3 separate regions of the Mus musculus genome follow, and all the other regions are linked to region 3. A link is a contact called in public HiChIP or PLAC-seq data. All regions are on one chromosome and are shown on one strand. The core of a region is the stretch at or near the end of the contact, and the rest is flanking DNA. Distances in the headings are between cores, read along the strand shown.

What was found. HiChIP or PLAC-seq counts read pairs in DNA pulled down with a chosen protein or histone mark.
Region 1: a FOXA1 HiChIP or PLAC-seq map of pancreatic cancer cells shows a contact between it and region 3. The contact joins the promoter of Spdye4b here to the promoter of Cyth3 in region 3. A contact is called at or near these places in 2 of 115 datasets of contacts at active chromatin or transcription factors (double positive thymocytes and pancreatic cancer cells).
Region 2: an HNF4G HiChIP or PLAC-seq map of pancreatic cancer cells shows a contact between it and region 3. The contact joins the enhancer-like site here to the promoter of Cyth3 in region 3. A contact is called at or near these places in 4 of 39 promoter capture datasets (embryonic stem cells, pre-B cells and stem cell-derived epiblast-like cells), 1 of 15 datasets of contacts at CTCF or cohesin (the NIH/3T3 cell line), 4 of 115 datasets of contacts at active chromatin or transcription factors (embryonic stem cells and pancreatic cancer cells) and 1 of 9 other capture datasets (liver).

The regions. Positions count from the first base shown.
Region 1 is chr5:143,179,727-143,182,426 of GRCm38.p6, reverse strand. Spdye4b (speedy/RINGO cell cycle regulator family, member E4B) reads right to left here and starts at 1,410. Exons shown (of 8, transcript NM_001384193.1): 1 at 789-1,410. The coding sequence starts at 806. It overlaps Rbak (RB-associated KRAB zinc finger), which reads left to right and starts at 1,652. Exons shown (of 5, transcript NM_001045482.2): 1 at 1,652-1,878.
Region 2 is chr5:143,964,333-143,967,128 of GRCm38.p6, reverse strand. The region is part of intron 2 of Gm17135 (a long non-coding RNA gene); the gene reads left to right. It also overlaps a transcript of Pms2 not described here. Among named protein-coding and RNA genes, the nearest start is that of Gm17135, 15 kb to the left of the region's middle. Within about 2 kb of position 1,313, at least 5 of the 459 cell types and tissues checked have an H3K27ac peak or open chromatin away from gene starts, as enhancers often do. A contact at or near this core is called in pancreatic cancer cells, where this site is marked.
Region 3 is chr5:143,621,144-143,623,843 of GRCm38.p6, reverse strand. It overlaps Cyth3 (cytohesin 3), which reads right to left and starts at 1,397. Exons shown (of 13, transcript NM_011182.4): 1 at 1,171-1,397. The coding sequence starts at 1,204.

The DNA.
Region 1 (2,700 bases), core at 161-2,660, 440 kb after region 3:
AACTTCCTTTTCTGAAAGACCCAAGAGCCCCTTTCTATGCATTGCAAACCTCAAGGAAGAGAACAACCCTGTCACCTGGGGAACTTATGAATCTACCTTGGACTCAAGAGCTGTTCCAGTCCTGTCTGTAGTAGTTGAGAGGTCACTCACTATACCTGATGTCCATCTAGGATCATTATCACTAGCAGGGACACTTGCTGCCTGCTGCTTCTGCTGGAGGCCACATATTACAACAACTGCCGGGTGCCAGGGTCACTGGTGGGTGAAAGGCTAGGACGTTAAGTGTCTAGTTTCTAAAGCCTGAGGCAATAGAGCCCTAGGTCAGGACTTGGAGCTGAAAGCCTGTAGGCCTGCTGGTCCAGCCAGTAGACCTAGGATGGCCCACACAGGTTGAGCTTCTCCTATCTGTGCAGAGCAGAAGGATCTCAGTCTGTTGACTGGCAACCCTTGTTCCGTATGTGTGTACAAACCGAAATCTTCTCTCAATACAAAAATTATATGAGCTTGAATGTCCTCACTGCAAGCAAGGAATTCCTTTTCTGAAAGGCCTGAGTCCCATCTGTGCAATGTAAACCTGGAGAAAAGAGTGTTCCTATCTCCCTGTCACCTGGGGAGTTTAGCCCAGGCCCCTCATTCAGAGACGTAACCCCTGCTTGCCACGGGGAAGGGAAGCTTTTGGTTTAAGAGATAGGAGCCAGCTCAGGTGGGCACCTCAGTGACCAGGTGAGGTGAGAACCTGGGAGAAGGTGCCCCATGGCAGTGCAGGCCTTCCGAGGAGGAGGGCTCACCCTTTCTCCTGAGACCATGTGTGCCCTGCAGCATCTGAGAGGGATTCGTGATGCTTCTGTCTCCTGCTGGTTGCTCAGCAGTTTATTACCTAGGGTTGGCGCTCCAAGGCGCTTGGTGCTTCTGGGATGAAAACGTTACTCTCTGCATCGGCGCAGAGAACTTTTTCTATTGACAGGCTTTGTTATTAATTTTGACGCCAACGTCTTTATGAAGAACTAGGCCAAGAACGTCGTTGCATTAATTCAATAAGAAATCGAGGAGCCGTTCATCATAATGTAACCATCGTTGAAAACTGTCATTGTCGCCCGGCCCTAAATATCACCTTTCAGAGATCACATTGCAGGTAGGTGTTTTCTTCTTTCTGTGTTCTCTTTCTGGTTCTGTTTTTTAGAGTTTCTGGGCATTAGACGTATGTTCTAGAAACCCACCATTAGTGTTTGTGCCTCCTTCTTTGTAAAGCACAGCTGGTTATTTCTTGTACCTAGTACTTCAAGGAAGTTTGGTTAATCGAGAATGACACTCAGTTTTCTTTCCTTCTAACACAATCTTCCTCTTATTTTAGGAGTCCTGAGCCAGGGACAAGACTTGGGACTTCACGCAGCAGGCCGTTTCTCCAGGCTCAAAGGGAGTGAGGACAAACAAGAAGGTAAGAGCATGGCTGGAGGCAGCCATTGCTCTCAGAGCACCTCCCCCAAACTGCTGGGAGGAGGTAAGTTCTTGCGCGAGGATCCCTAGATGCAGTGGCGCGCGAAGGCGTCTGGGACACAGAGTTTCTGTGCAATTCTTGGGGAGAAAGGAGAGCCTTGGAACTCGGACTTCCGGGAAGATGCTGCACATGCGCGTCGCGGCCTGTGCGCGTGCCCGCGCTTGCGCTGGGCCACTGCGCCGTGGTGACTTCCTGCAGGTCTGGTGTGTCGAGGCTACCTTCCCTCCCGCAGCCTTTGCGTTCGCTAAGCTGGAGTTGCCGAGCCTGCAGGGCCGAGGCCGGAGCTTCCGGGGCGGCAGCGAACAGACTCGGCTGTGCGGGCTAGGGAGGCCTAGCGAGAGCTCGGCGCGGAGGCTGACAGGGGCAGCGGAGACGCCTGCTCGGTGAGGCCCGAGGGCGCAGAGCGATCGGGGCTGCGGGAGGGATGCTGGGCACAGATGGTGCCCAGTCAGTTCACCCGGGCACCCCGCTGTCCCCAGCTTGCGGCGCCTGGGAGGGTCGAGGTGGTCGGGCTGACAGCGGGACAGCTGCATCGCTTTGGGCTGCACGGTCAGTCCCGAGGACAGAGTGCAGGCACTGAAGAACTCAAGGGCTCCAGATTCCCACGGTGTCACTCAGCGTCCATCAGCTCTCTTGCTCTGTCTGTGGTCCCCCCCCCCCCCGAGTCTGCCCTTGAGGCATCGTAATGGTCTAGTGCTCAAAATCTGCTTTTACTTCTTTCTGCTCGTGAAGGAAGACTGAGTCTGCGACAGGTGTGAGACTTAATCAAGGTTGTGTTGAAATGAGTGCCATTGTTTTCTAGTTTCTTCCCTTAGTCCCTTTTTAAGATATGCAGCAGTAACCAAGTTTAGTTGGATAGTTTGAAAACAAACCACGCTTTATCCCTGTTTGTCGGACGTCTATCCATCTGGACCATTTTTCCTTTTTGTGTTTTAGTTTTTTTGAGGCGTGGATTCCTTGTGGCACATATTGTTCTGGTAGTGGGTGATCCTCCCGTCTCCGCCTCCAGAGAGTTGGGATTGCATGTATGTCACCTCATGGAACATGGATCCCAGATATATATATATATAGTGCCCAGAATCCTCATTCACTGTGACATATTTTGCAACAGTTTGAATAGGAAATAAAATAAGTACCCTTGTTTCCCCCACCTTTACACCAAATGCCCGTGGATAAAAAGAAGGCAGCGTAGTGTTCATCATAGA
Region 2 (2,796 bases), core at 64-2,563, 340 kb before region 3:
GCTTCAAAGAATTCCAGGAAAACCAGCTGCAATGACAAGAAGCACAGGGAGGCCTCGTTTATTCCGACACGCTGGAGTGGATCAGGAAGTGATTGGTGATTTCCGATTCATTTATTAGTCCTGTATAGGGGCTACACGAGTGTCTGGGGGGGGGGGCAGAGGCCATCTCCGAGTGTCTTCCTCTATTGCGCCCCACCTCGGCTTTTGAGATGGTGTTTCTCACTCGCTTGGGGTTCACTGATTTAGCCGCACTGGTTGACCCTCCTGTCCCCACCTCCCCAGCACTGGTTTTATGGGTGAGCACCGCCACAGCTGACTTTCTTCACGGGTTCTAGGGAGCAAACTCAGGTCCCCATGCTTGCAGGGCAAGCACTTTACCAGCTGAGCCACCTCCCCAGCCCCTTTCTAGTGTAATCCCCGATTCCTGAAAGGGCAGCTGTGTACATCTGTACATCCCCCTGGGTTTCTGTATGTGTAAATCATGTACGTTAGAGACGCGCGGCTTAAACTGGATCTGCACTGTTCCCAGCAACACTTTACAAACCTCAAGCTCGAAGTTGCTGTCAGTTCCATCGTACACGAAAGGGTTGTCCTCCGCTATCACAGTCATGAATTTGGTCGCAGTTAGGTCTTTATTTATCATCCTAAAGTCCTGTAGAAAGGTAACACCAACATAGATGCCTGTAATTATACATGGGCATATATTCTGATGTTAATGGCAGCGACTGACTGAACACCTTAAGGAAATGTATCAGAAATCAGTACCTTAAAAACTTACTATTTTAGAGCTATAATCCCAGTGCTGAGGGGGATTGCAAGTTTGAGGCCAGCCTGGGACACACATTGAGACCCTTCTTTAGATAAGAATCACCGAACGGCTGGCAAGCTGGCTCTGTCAGTAACATGTTTGCTCTGCAAGAGTGAGGACCTGAGTTCTGTCCCTACTGTTGGTGTGAAAAAGCCATCAGCACAGCCAACACCTATGGTCCCAGCACAACCCAAGTGGAGGAGGGTAGATCCCTCAGCCTTGCTGGCCAGCACCCATAGGAAGTGGCTCACAATCACTTGTGACTCCAGAGGATCCCATGTCTTGTGACCCTCAAGGGTGCCTGCACACATGTGCACATACACACAGGCACACACGTATATACACAAATTTAAATTTTTTCAAATTAATATAAAAGAAATGAGAGAGAAAGTTATTGTACTGTCTCTAGTGAAACAGCGGCTGTTAACTAACCGCTGAGGAGTGACCCCTGGGGCTGCGAAGGCCACAAGTGAAGGTCCTGGGAAGCAGAGCATTGGGTTGATGCCAGGTGAGCCACTGGTGAGTCACCGTCATTAAAAGGAAAGAGTGGCAAAGGCAGTGACCACCTGTGGCTGTGCAGAACACAAAACACCCGGATCAGTCATGTCTGTTTCTAACCGGTGCTTTCCTGGACTTGTGAGGAAAGGACATAGCCTGACATGAGGACGCAGCCGGTGAAAACCAGCATGCCCGACCTCTGTAAAGACAAATGAGTTATTTCCTCAGTAAGAAATGAGGGTGAGGAAGGAAGGGGACACTTGTGTGATATTCCACCTCCAAACCACATATTTTAAACACGTCTCCCTACATTTAGACACTAGGTTTCTCTCTCTCTCTCTCTCTCTCTCACACACACACACACACACACAATTCTGTTAAATTATTAAATACTCTTGTCTTAGTCAGGGTTTTCTATTCCTGCATGAACATCATGGGGAGGAAAGGATTTATTTAGCTTACACTTCCACACTGCTGTTCATCAACAAAGGAAGTCAGGACTGGAACTCAGGCAGGTCAGGAAGCAGGAGCTGATGCAGAGCCATGGAGGGATGTGACTTACTGGCTTGCTCAGTTTGCTTTCTTATAGAACCCAAGATTACCAGCCCAGAGATGGCACCACCCATAATGGGCCCTTCCCTCATTGATCACTAATTGAGAAAATGCCTTACAGCTGGATCTCCTGGAGGCATTTCCTCAAGGGAGGCTCCTTTCTCTGTGATAACTCCAGCTTGTGTCAAGTTGACACACAAAACCATACATTACAACTCTCTCATTAATATTTAAGTATAAATTAAATATATTATGGGCCGGGCGGTGGTGGCACACGCCTTTAATCCCAGCACTTGGGAGGCAGAGGCAGGCAGATTTCTGAGTTCGAGGCTAGCCTGGTCTACAGAGTGAGTTCTAAGACAGCCAGGGCTACAACAGAGAAACCCTGTCTCGAAAAACCAAAAGAAAAAAAAAAAAAAAAAAGAACCTGCTGATTGTTTTTTCAAACTAACAACATTGGTTCTTTGAAACAGGATCTTACTAGCTCTTGGCTGACCTTGAACAGCTGACCCTCCTGCCTTAGCCTCTCAAGTGCTGGGACTACAGGAACTTAACACCATACTTGACTTCCAAACTAAGACATTTTAAACATACTGCCTGCTGAGCAACACTTTTTATGTGTTTCCCCGTGCTGGGAACCCGAGGCAAGTGTTCCCCTGTAGTGCAGTCCTGACCCGCTGAAAATATGTTTGTATTTGGAAAGATATTTCTTTTCTTTTATGTGTATGAGTGTTTTGCCTGAATGACTGTATGCACCATATTCATGCCTGATGCCCCGGGGGAGTTCAAGAGAAGCCATCAGACCCCTTGCAACTGGAGTTAGAGATGATTGTGAGCTGCCGTGTTGGTTCTGAGACCTGAACTCGGGTCCTTGGCAAAAGCAACAAGTGCTGTCTACCACCAGGACATCTTTCCAGCCTTCGAGATATATTTTTTAA
Region 3 (2,700 bases), core at 148-2,647:
TCCCTTATTACATGGGATTCTGATCATTCTGTCAGCAAAAAAGGAAGATCGTTCCTCAAAGTCCAGACAGCTTCAACTTGGGGTGTTTGGGTAAAAAATGACGGGTACATTATTAACCCTTTGCTTACTTCAAGTAAAGTCCCACTCCACAAACGGTGACTCTTGATGTTTTGGGAAACCAAATTCATGAAATGACACAACAGGAATCTGTACTCCGTTGAGTAATTTGCAACCGGCTCATTTGCAGCAGGGTGGAACTCAAAGTCAGGCACATACATACAGCCTGAGCAACACGGAGAACTGATAGCCCACCTCTGGAAGGGTGTCTGTCACAGGCACCTGTCCAGGAGTCTAACAGTCTCGCTGCTGTGGCTCCCGCATCCCACCCTCGGCTTTAAAGGAATCCCACCTGACCCCTTTAATTTCTTAATTATATTTTCCATTTGGTGGTGTTGGGGATCAAACTCAGCGTCCTGGGCATGCTAGACAATGATTCTATCATTTGTGCTATTTGGCCCCCTTTTTATTTTTACACCCGACCCCTTCTCTGTAGCATTTTTTCTTTTCTATTTGATAAAAAAATGCATACTCAGACCTGGACTGGAGCTGCCTGCCCCTCATGTCCTTTAAGCCATTCCCAATGAGTACTTCTGATCTAAAAATCAGAGACGTGGTCATGACTTCCAACCTTCCTCCTCTCCCCCGACCGATCCACCCCACCCTCCGGGCCCTCCGAGTCCTCCAAATTGAAAACTTTCCCCTCCCCATCCAGGAGCTCCCAAGCTCCAGACACCTGAGGAGAGCTGAAAAGGAGAGGGGCCCGTCCGAAACAGCTGGGCTAGGGAGGGCGTGGACGCCCTTGGCAATGAGACGCTGGGAAGGTCGCCCCGCAGAGTGGCCCCATCTCAGAAAGGCGACCTGGAGCTGTGCTGCGGAGACCCCGGCCTCGAACCCGCGACCCGCGACCGCGCTGGGCGACGACCCCGCGGTCTCCGACATGTCCTCTCACCAGGGCAGCGAAGCCCGAGTCCCCGCCTTACCCCGCGCACCTCCCCACGGTCGCCGCCACCCCACCCGACACCCGGCCCCACGTCTCAAGCCTGGGCTCTCAACAGCGCGACCCTCGGCCTCAGGGCCGCCCAGAGAGCCGGCCACACCTCCATCACTCACCGCTGCCGCCCTCACCGCCACCGCCTTCGTCCATTTTGAGGCCACTCCCCGCCAGCCGGCGAGCCCGGAGCCGGCGGGAGCGACTGGGCTGAACGCCGGGACTAAGAGAAGTGGTCGCGGGGAGAACCGGAGAGCTCCTCAGCGAGCGCGGCCCGGGTCGCGGCCGGGCCTCCACGGAGGGCCGGGCGGAGCCTCACTGCTCCGGCGCCATCACGTGACACAAAACCACGCCTCCCCTGTCGGTGTGGGCGGAGCCTAGACGCCGAGCGGTCCCGCCCACCAGACTCCGCCCGGCCTTGCAGTAGCTGCAGTAGCTGCTTAGCTAGGAGACTTGGATCCTGCAGCGCAGCACTCTCCCTCGAACCTCCTGTCTGCCCCTCTAGAGCATCCTGGAGAGGAAGCCGGGTCTATCAGGAGCACGAGGACGCCCTGCTCTACAAAACCTGATGGCTAAGGGCTGCGACTCGCAAATGCATAGAGTAGGGAGTGAGAAACTATCTGAAAAGGAAGGCTGATGATTGGCTCAAGTGGCCCCCACTTAAAGGCAGAAGGAAAGAACTGACTATAAAGTTTTACTGTGACCGCAGCATGCGTGGGCGTCCACACATGACATACACACAGTAATAATTGTGTGGGGATGTAGTTCTGTTGTTAAGAGCACTCGCTGCTCTTGAAGAGAATCAGAGTTTGGTTCTCAGCACCCACAGAACCCTTGTAACTATGACTACAAAAAGGATCCAATACTTCCGGCCTCCAAGGGCACCTGCACTCATATGACGGTTATCTGGCACACTCTTACCTCCACCCACATCAGGCATGCTTGTAGTGCACACATATATGTGCGGGCAAAACACTGATACACACAAAATAAAATTTTAAAAAAACTTTTTGAGATAGGGTTTCTCTGCATAGCCATCAATGTCATGGAACTCTTTCTCTGTAGACCAGGCTGACCTTGAACTCAGAGATCTTCCTGCCTTTGACTCCTGAATGCTGGAGCTAAAAGGATGAGCCACCATGCCCAGCTAAATAAATCTTTTTTTAAGTGTTTATTTTAAAAATAATAAAAACTGGGTGCGGTGGCGAATACCTTTGACCACAGCAAGCCAATCTCAACAGAATCTTAGTGGGTTTAGTCTGCTTAGTGAGTTCCAAGTTAGCCAGGGCTACCTAGTGAGTCTCTGTCTGAAGTCATCATCATCATCATCTGAAAACGAGCCCATGAGAAGACTCTCCCCACCCCCACCTCCTCCCTTCTTTACCCTCAGAATGTTAGGGTAATTCCAGCCTTTTATCTTTTGGGTGTATAATAATAATGGAGTCTCATTTTTCCTGCGGATTGGATGCATTTTAGAATTAACAAAGTATTAGGTTGGTAAATGAATATAGTGATGCTGTTGAACCCTAACCCCAGTCCGGCACAGCTGGGGCTCGGCTCTCAGAAAGCATTAGTACAGGGGTTGGCCAGTCTGGCGTCAGATGCCCGTGCAGTTGAGCGTTAGTCTCCCTTGGCTTGCTGCCAGCTGCCCT